Regions from separate parts of the Mus musculus genome. Here regions 1 and 2 are each linked to region 3. The links are chromatin contacts, called in public HiChIP or PLAC-seq maps. All regions are on one chromosome and are shown on one strand. Each heading gives the region's core, a stretch centred on a gene start, on an enhancer-like site or on the middle of the called end of the contact. The rest is flanking DNA. Distances are from core to core; before and after follow the strand shown. Region 1 overlaps Gm31420 (a long non-coding RNA gene). Region 2 overlaps Gm5544 (predicted gene 5544). Region 3 has its middle 4.0 kb from the start of Gm40104.

The links. HiChIP or PLAC-seq counts read pairs in DNA pulled down with a chosen protein or histone mark.
Region 1: a contact with region 3 is called in an HNF4G HiChIP or PLAC-seq map of pancreatic cancer cells. The contact joins two enhancer-like sites. A contact is called at or near these places in 1 of 39 promoter capture datasets (macrophages), 5 of 484 Hi-C or Micro-C datasets (the Ba/F3 cell line, cerebral cortex, forebrain and 2 more), 1 of 115 datasets of contacts at active chromatin or transcription factors (pancreatic cancer cells) and 2 of 9 other capture datasets (adipose tissue and pancreatic islet).
Region 2: a FOXA1 HiChIP or PLAC-seq map of pancreatic cancer cells shows a contact between it and region 3. The contact joins two enhancer-like sites. A contact is called at or near these places in 2 of 484 Hi-C or Micro-C datasets (cerebral cortex and nephron progenitors) and 6 of 115 datasets of contacts at active chromatin or transcription factors (the 230-238 cell line, the SCID.adh cell line, astrocytes and 3 more).

The regions. Positions count from the first base shown.
Region 1 is chr3:98,354,280-98,357,196 of GRCm38.p6, reverse strand. It overlaps Gm31420 (a long non-coding RNA gene), which reads right to left. Exons shown (of 3, transcript XR_001783933.2): 3 at 1,898-2,404. Among named protein-coding and RNA genes, the nearest start is that of Gm31420, 4.8 kb to the right of the region's middle. Within about 2 kb of position 1,251, at least 72 of the 459 cell types and tissues checked have an H3K27ac peak or open chromatin away from gene starts, as enhancers often do. A contact at or near this core is called in pancreatic cancer cells, where this site is marked.
Region 2 is chr3:97,941,078-97,944,166 of GRCm38.p6, reverse strand. All of the region lies in intron 1 of Gm5544 (predicted gene 5544), which reads right to left. Among named protein-coding and RNA genes, the nearest start is that of Gm5544, 12 kb to the right of the region's middle. RefSeq lists an enhancer at 1,280-2,256. Within about 2 kb of position 1,471, at least 139 of the 459 cell types and tissues checked have an H3K27ac peak or open chromatin away from gene starts, as enhancers often do. A contact at or near this core is called in astrocytes, nephron progenitors and pancreatic cancer cells, where this site is marked.
Region 3 is chr3:98,196,868-98,199,888 of GRCm38.p6, reverse strand. No RefSeq gene overlaps it. Among named protein-coding and RNA genes, the nearest start is that of Gm40104, 4.0 kb to the left of the region's middle. Within about 2 kb of position 1,453, at least 55 of the 459 cell types and tissues checked have an H3K27ac peak or open chromatin away from gene starts, as enhancers often do. A contact at or near this core is called in astrocytes, nephron progenitors and pancreatic cancer cells, where this site is marked.

The sequences.
Region 1 (2,917 bases), core at 2-2,501, 160 kb before region 3:
GTGGAGGCTGTGTTACCTACCCAGAAAGAGTGTGTCCCTGTGAGGAAGGGATTGCAACAGACTATCACAAACACATGGCATCTTCCACGTTAGCCTATGCTTTGACAGGAAATTAAATACAAAAGAGGAAGAGAACAAGGTACTGACTTTCTAGTCTTTATGGGGGAAACAAGGAATGGTCATGTGACTCCCAGTCTAAATGAATCAAAACTATTCTGACTTCAATAAACTTGCTGAGGCAATGCAGCCAGAAGTGGTAGTTGTTACAGTATTTTTCCTAATGGGACATAAAGAAACATCAATTCACACCACCACCCCCACCCCCATAGCATGGACAGACCAGATAAACAATGACTCAAAATGAGCTGTGTCACCCAAAACCCAACCACTAAAGTAGGTGGTGACATCCCTGGAGCTCCTGCTCAATGTGTGGCAGTCACCAAAGACTCCTTTTTCCTCTTCCTCATAAAAGTTTATTGCTTATAAAACCTTGGAGATGGGACCCATGAATCTCCCTCCTCCCTCAGGAAAGGACATTTTAGTTTCAAAGAAGAAGGAAGAGGAGGAGGAAGAGGAGGAGGAGACAAGATCACATACAGGCCATCCATCAGATACCAGTGAATAATAACATTTGCCCACAAATCTGATGGCCTGTGTTGGATCCTTGGATCACACGGTAAAAAATGGAAGGAGAGAGTGGATCCTGAGAGCTGGCCCCTGGCCACATGTGCACCGTATATGCATGCATATTCACACATATCTCACACACCATAATAATAATAATAACAACAACAATTATAATAATAACAAATTTTTAAAATCACATCCCAAAAGGAAGGAGCAGGAAAATAGCAAAAAAGAAACACTGGATCAAACAAAGACTGAAACCCAGCAGCGTGAACACCAGATTCTGCAGTTCAATATCGGGCATCCAGGTCACATGGGGTCATCATACGCTCGCTCTCCAAGGGGCCTATGCACCTCCACCTGCAGTCCATACAGCCAGGGCCTGACAGGTGCCACTGCCTGTCTCAGGTTTCCTCAGCCAGCACTCATCTTCCTAGCATACTAGGATCATGGCCTCTCTCTCCATTATGATGGGGGGAAAAGACACATTTAATCAAATTACACGGAGACTGAGCAGACGGGGAAAGCACAGCTGGGAGAGATGTGTGTCATCTTTGAAGGATGCCATGGTGGTAATGAGCTGGAACCAGTCATCCATCCACACAGGAATTTCCTCCCCAGGGCACACCTCATTCTGTGCATTCCATTCTATAAAACGTGCCACTCACAGTCGGCAAATGAGTGTGCAGCATGGGGACAGAGAGGCATTTGTGTTTCTGTCTTGGGTATCTCAGCGAGGCCTGGAAAGTGAACAATTAAAACAACCGATAGAAAAGTACACATGAGGCAGAAGTCACTGTGCTGTGTGCCTGTTCTTCCACAGGGTGGCTCACAACCCTCCAGACCTCCAGCTACAGGGGCTTGACACCCTCTTCTTACACATAAAATAAAATAAATACGCATTTTTCCACTGATTAATTTATTCATTTGTTCACTTTACATCCTGATCTCAGCCTCCCTCTCCTCCCGGTCCTTCCCTCACATGGCCCCTCCCTTCATCCCTCTCCTCTTCTCCTCTGAGAAGTGGGGAGACCACCCTAGGTACCACCCCACCCTGGCATATTAAGTCACCGCAGGACTAGGCACATCCTCTCTTACTGAGGCTAGACAAAACAGCCCAGTTAGAGGAACAGGATCCACAGGTAGGCAACAGAGCTGGGGAGAGCCCTGCTCCAGTTGTCGGGGTCCTGCATAAAGACCAAGCCGCACACTTGTAACATGTCGCTTCTGTCTCCGACCAGCAAAAAAGAGTGACGACACAGCGTTCTTCTCAAAGCAGTTTATTCAGGAAGCTTTCAACATGCAAGCAGGAATCTCCTCTAGCCCCAATCGCAATCCCTTATATAACCCCTCAACCACGCCCCATCAGCCCAGTCCGCGTAATCTCAGTTCATTGGCCTTCATCAAATGGCCTGATCTTGCATCATGGTGGGCCTGCGCAGCTCTCACGATGGACGTGCCTTATTTTCAGGTGTATGAGGAAGTCAGGTGCAAGTCATTAGACTTGGCTACAGTCCCGGGCACCATCTTGGGATAACCGCCACACCCACTCCCCACAGTAACATATGAGTGGGAAGCCTAGGTCCAGCCTGTGTATGCTCTTTGGTTGGTGGTCCGATTTCTGGGAGCTTCCAAGGGTTCAGGTTAGTTGACTCTGTTGGTCTTCCTGTGGAGTCTCCTTCCAAACTCCCTCTAATATTTGGTTGTGGGTCACTGCATCTGTTTCAGTCAGCTGATGGGTGGAGCCTCTCAGAAAACAGTTATGCTAGGCTGCTGTCTGCAAGCATAACAGAGTATCATTAACAGTGTCCAGGATTGGTTTTTACCCATGAGATGGCTCTCAAGTTGGGCCAGACATTGACTGGCTATTCCCTCTGTCTCTGCTCCATCTTTGTCCCTGCATTTCTTATAGGCAGGACAAATTTTGGGTGGAAAGTTTTGTGGATGGGTTGGTGTCCTTATCCTTCCTCTGGGAGTCCTGCCTGGCTACAGGGGATGGCCTCTTCAGGCTCCATATCCCCACTGCTAGGAGTCTCAGCTACAGTCACCCTCATAGACTCCTCGGAGCCTCCCCCATCCCAGGTCTCTGGCACATTCTAGAGATGCGCCCTCCACCCCAACTCTCACTGATTTTCCTTCACTCTCTCGGCCCTCTCTCCCCATCTCTCTCTACACCTAACCCTCACCCACCCTGTGAAATTAGGAAATATCATCCCAAGTGAGTGAGGTAACCCAGACCCAAAAGGAAATCCATGCTATGTACTCATTTTTAAGTGGATATTCGTCATAA
Region 2 (3,089 bases), core at 222-2,721, 260 kb after region 3:
CTGAGGGCTGGGGGTTGGGGAAGCTGGAGTGACCTGTCACAAGCCATGGCACACGCCAGGAGCACCTTCCTCCCTACCATGATATTATAATGAAGATACTGCACTGGCTGGTTTTTATGACACAGCTAGAGTCTTCAGAAAGGAGGAAACTCAATTGAAAAAGAATGTCTCCCGTGAGTCTGTAAGGCATTTTCTTAATTAGTGATCTATGGGGGAGGGCCCAGCCCATCCTGAGGGGGGCCATCCCTAGGCAAATGATCCTGGGTTCTATAAGAAAGCAGGCTTAGCAAGCCAAGAGGAACAAGCCAGTAACCAGCACCCCTCGAAGGCCTCTGCATCAGCTCCTGCCTCCAGGGTTCTACCCTGTTTGAGTCCCTGTCCTGACTTCCTTCAATGATAAACAGCGATGAGGATGAGTGAGATGAATAAAGCCTTTCCTCCCCAGGTTGCTTTGGTCAGTGTTCCATCACAGCCGTTGTAACTTTAACTAAAACAGATACTATGGTCCCATTCATTTTGCAGGAAGCTAAGTCTTAGAGTAGATACTTTGTGTGTATTAATCTACACAGCTAGTGTAGTGACAGAATCCCAGGGTCTTCTGGACTCTGAAGCCCATTTCTCCTTCACTCAGCAGCAGACCTCAGAATGCTCGAAAGAAGCTTTGAGTAACCTGAATGCATCGTGTGAACAAGGCACACAAAGTGGAAGCCTTAGGCCTCTTGCTCAAGTCTAAATTCAAAAATTGTTTTCTAGGCAGGCTTCAAGATCAACAGAGGAAGATTCGCTTAGAATCAAGAAGAGGACAGATGGGAACTGAGACATGGCTCCGAAGTTAAGAGCACTGTCTGCTCTCGCAGAGGACTGTGGTTCAATTCCCAGCACCCAAATCATCTCTGCTTCCAGTCTTGGGGGATTATAAACTCTCTCCCGGCCTCCCTGGATATAATGCTCACATGTGGTACACAGACATATATGCAGGCAAAACACACATAAAAGAAATAATAAAAGAAAGAAAACTTTCAAAAAGGATAAAGTGTCAGGCATGGGAGTGCACTCCTTTAATCCCAACATTTGGGAGGCAGAGGCAGGCAGATGTCTGTGAGTTCGAGGCCAGACTGGTCTACATAGTGAGTTCCAGGAGAGACTCTGTCTCGACAAAAAAGAAAAAGGACAGAGAACCTCAAAATTAAGTCCCTTATTTCATAGTTCTTTGGAACAGTGTGAGGTGACCTCAGTGCTGAGTGGATCCGGAAGAAAAAGACCAGTTCAGGCCCCCGACTTCCTCCGGATCCACCTCAGTAAGCAGCGGTGACTTATCTCTTATGCTGTGTTCAGTGATCTTGATGAACGAGCCAGTCTCCGTGCCTGCAGCCTTAAACTCCAATTTCAGCAGCTCTGCACTCAGGGGAGAGGGCAGGGAGGGCGTGCTCACAAGCTGCGCTCCTCAGGTCAGCTAAGCTTACTCAGACATGGCCTCATGGGGGCATCAGAGGCAGTGGGTGGGGACTTGAGCCCGAGCCCCCGTGGGCTGGGCTGGGAATTGTAAAGAAACGCTGCTGAGAAGGATTTTGTTGTGGTTGTTCCCTTTGTTTACTTTGGGCAATGCTGTCATTTTTTTAAACTGACCCTTCCCAGATGAGGTCCTCAGTTTTCAGCTGAGTAAAGTCAGGGGCCTTGCCAACGGGGCATTTGAAAAGCTTTGTGGTCAGTTGCTGGAGGGAGTCCTGGGCAGCTGACACCCCTCCCCCACCCAGAGAAACACAGACAGGGCTGCTAACCTGCTGACTGCAGCCATGCGCCTGTAGAGCAGACCATCTTACCCCTCTGCCTTGGTGAGGCACTGTGGAAGGCCAGGCAACTTTCCACGGGAAGGGAGACGTTAGCCATAGCCCTCCCGGCCACTCTCCACCGGGCTCTGGCTCCCGGCCGCGTCCTGCGGGTGCCTGGGCTGGCGCTGGGCTGTAGTTGAGAATTGCTGGCATCCACTTCTTGGCTTAACACAAAACACTTTCCTTCAGGGATATAGATTCACATGGTAAATCCCAACCCAAAGGTGTGTGTGTAATATATGCTTTTCTTTTCTGACTTAAGTTGAACACCATCTGTGCAGCTATGTAGAAATGAGGGAAAAAAAGAAAGTTCCTTTGCTGTATGCTTTTAAAAAATTCTCTAGTTTCTTTTGGACCTCAGATACCAAAGAATGGAGTCTTTTATGTCTAAGATTAGAAACATCTGGTCTGCATGTCTAGGGAAGGCTAGACTATGGTAGGGTGTAGATTGCTAGACTAAGGTGGGTTGCCTTGCCCTTTTGAATTATTGCATCTTGAGTCTTAATGGACTGAAAGTCACTCAACACAACCTCTTAATTTTAATAACATGGAAAGAGGCCAGAGAGGTGAGGACTTACTGTCGGAGAGCTTGTGTCAAAGGTGAACCAGCACTCAGGTCGCCTTTGTCTGATCTCCACTGTAAACTGTGCTTAGGGAGGACTTGAGGACTAAACGGTAAACCACAAAATGCACAACCCCTGTATTTGGGGCCCTCACTTATCTCCAGTTCTGCAGTTTTCCCCGATGGATGTTCAGAAGAGAAGCCTGAGGCTCACACTGTGCCTACTGTGTGCCAGGCAGTTGCATATATTCCTCACCTCATCTTTACAACAGTTCTGTGAGGGAGACCTTGTTATGACTACTTCGTAGGTGATGGAGTTGAGAGGTACAGTTGCCCAGCTGTGCCCAACTAGAACAATGCAGCATCAGGACCAGAATCCAATTTTCTTCTACACTATAGCTCCTATGCACATCACACTTAACAGTCAATACCTTCCAACTTTCAAAACCAAGGCGTCATTTTCCAGATTTTTAATAGTGTAGTTACAGTCATTTAACACACATCAGAAAGCGCATTTTGCCAGGCACAGCTGAGATACCGATGCTATAGCCGTGGACAGTGAACACAAACACTTTTCTTCCAGAACACAGTCCCCAAGGGGAGCCAACAAGTAACCCTTAAAATAAGTCCCACAAAGTAAGACAAGCTGCTAAAGCATGAAGCAGGAGGAGGAGTGGGGAATCCTGGAATCTGGGGAA
Region 3 (3,021 bases), core at 204-2,703:
TGATGGCTCTGACCTCAATACTACTTGACAAGTCTAATCCATGCAATCCCTTCTTCCCGAGGATCCGCCCTGCTACCCCTCTCGTTGCTCTCGTTGCTCCAGCACTGTCCTGTGGCAGCTGAATCCTTCCATCACCTCAGCCCCTCTCCCACAGTCCCGATTCTCATCAGATCTCCTTATCACCATTTCTGTCTTTGTCTCTTTGGATCTGACTTGAGAAGGTCCAGAGACATCCTTTTCCCCATGGCATTAAGACATACACTACTGCTGAGTTGTAGAACCCAGTCTCAATGGATTTATCTACACAACACAACACACCCAAGGCTAGGGAGTGTTGGAGGGGAAATCATGAAAGTGATTGGAAAGAACCTAAGAGTTGGAAGATGGAGAGAGATGCTACAACAGGACGTCTCCTGGATGTGACACGACCCTACAGCTGTGCTCACCTCACAAGAGTGGCCCCTATCAATATTTCCTCATGGATGAAAGAGGAATTCTTGAAGCCCCACCCCACTGCACCCCCCGGGAGCTAGTTTTCTTCAGTGCTATAGCCACTGAAAAGTGGTTATTTATCTGGTAATTAAATCTGTACTCAGGCTCATGCAAACAACCCCAACCAAACTCAATGGGCCAAGAACAAAATTACATTACAGTAGGAGGGGGCTGCTTGGGAAGAAAGGACTCAATGGGAGGGAGTGGGCACAGAGATAAGAGAGAGCAAGAGGGGAGAGATGACTCAATTGATTACATGTGTATAAGATTGCCAAAGAACAAACTGGAAGAGAGAAAGGAAGGAAGAAATGGAAGGAGGGGGGAGAGACAAGAAGGTAGAGAGGGAAAGAGAGAAGGAGGGAGGAAAGAAGAGAGGGAGGAAGAAAGGAGAGGGAAGAAATGGAGGGAGAGAAGGAAAGGAGGGAGAGAGAGGGAAGAAGGAAGAAAGAAATAGAGGAAGATGAGGAAGGAGAGAGAGGTGATGGGAGAGGCCACTGCAGGTTGGTATTTCCCATGGGAGTGAGGATGATGGGCTGGTAGAGGACAAACGGACAATGGCAGTTACCCTTCAGAGTGGACAAAGGTGGGGTATGTACATGGAGGAGGGACCCTGGTGGTGACTAACCCCAGGTTCTCTGGGGATGAAATTGGAGAGAAGTGCAATCATTACAAAGGCACTGGCTTTGAGACATTTCCTTCAGCTCTCTGAGTGACTCTTAGTGGAGACTTGGTTTCTGAAGAAGATAGAGCCCTGCAAAGCTATCACATGTGCGCGATGAATCTTCCTCCAGGCCTTTCCCAGAGGCATGTGGAGCTATGTCCTGGGTGACTAAATAGTTGAGACACACTCAGCCCTTGCAGGACTTTCGAGGTTCTGGCTCCGAGTAAGGCAGACATGTGGGTCTCTGAGGTAGCCATGGAAACACACCACTGGCATCTCCAGCCCTAGGAAGTCAACCGGACAAGCCAACAACTGCTGTGCTCTGGACCCAGCATTCCCGGTATTTGCTTAAAGGGCTGGTGCTACAGCTCAGCAGCACATTGTTTGTTTAGCCTGTGCAGGGCCCTGAATTCAACCCCCATCGCTGTTAGGAAAACAAGACGGAATAAAACAAAACACAAAGTTGCTCATCTGACATTTTCCCAGGTTCTGTACTGGCACAGGAGGAAAGCCTCATTAATTCTCCCCACAGGCACCACACTGAGTTATACAGAGGCCATCTTCCTGTTCAAGCTCTGACTTTTCTTTCTCCACAGTTTGTTTTCTTTCTGACTGCCAATGCGTTTATACAAAAGAAGAGAACCAGCCCTTGTAGTTCTAAGAGTCTGTCTTTCCCTGAACCCCCTGGTATGATACAGTGACCACAAATCCACAGTGTGAATCGCCTAGTTTTCTGTTGCTGCATACAGAAGCACCACAAATTGCAGAGGTTTAAAGCAATACCAGTTTGCTCTCCCACAGTTCCCACAGGTCAAAAGGTCAGGCCTGAGTTAGCTGGGTCTTCTGACCCAGGAATTTCAAGCTGAAAGCAGGCATCGGGCAAACTGTGTTTCCTTCTGATGACTCTGGGGAAGGAGTCACTCCCAGTCTTTTTAAGTTGTCAAGTGAGTTTAATCCCTGCAACTGTGGCACTGAGATGGCTCTGTCTGTCTGTCTGTCTGTCTGTCTATCTGTCTGTCTGCAGTGGGCTTCTTTCAACTCCTCCTGGCCTCTGACTTTTTGCTACATGCATGGCTTCTCTGTGCCACCAAAATTCCTCTCTGCTTTATGTTTTTCTCCAGGAAAAGCTCTGTCTCTCTTCAGAGGTATTTCCACGAGGTCCATTGATTTGAAATCCTAATCAGCATCATGAAATCTTGTTTTATATGAAATTTAGAATGACTCCAGGTATGAGATCTCATTGCTGGCTCTGTCCCAACTCAAGGACATTATATAAGGTTAAAGATTATTAGGGATCATCTTAGGGTATTTCCTATGACAATGGTATGAAGATATAGAGGTTGGAGAGATGGCTCAGTAGTTAAGAATACTTGCTGTTCTTCTAGAGGACCGAGGTTCATATCCCAGCACCCACCTCGGGTGGCTCACGGCAGTCTGCAACTCCAGCTCTAAGAGATCTGATCCCTCTGTCCGACATGAGCACTTTTGCTCACATGCGCATACAACATGCAGGCACATAAACCTACATATAATTAAAACTAATACAAATAAAAAACCCTACTTCAAGTTTAAACAATGAAGGGCGACAAATCTCTGCTCTTTCAGAATAAATAATACCAAATTAATCCTCCTTCCATAAACAATTATAACATTTTCAGATAATGGAGGAAACTCTACCAGCGCTAAGTTTCTGAGGGAAACAGAAGTTATGAGGGAAGTGGCCCCCAGCCTAATTCTTTCCTGGACAATTATAGGACGATTATAGGCTCAGGATCACAAGATCAAATTTTCAGCTCAAAGGAGATTTAGGGATAAGGAGCAAAGACAGGAGATGGAGGACAAGGAAGAAAGGAAGGAACAAAGGAGAG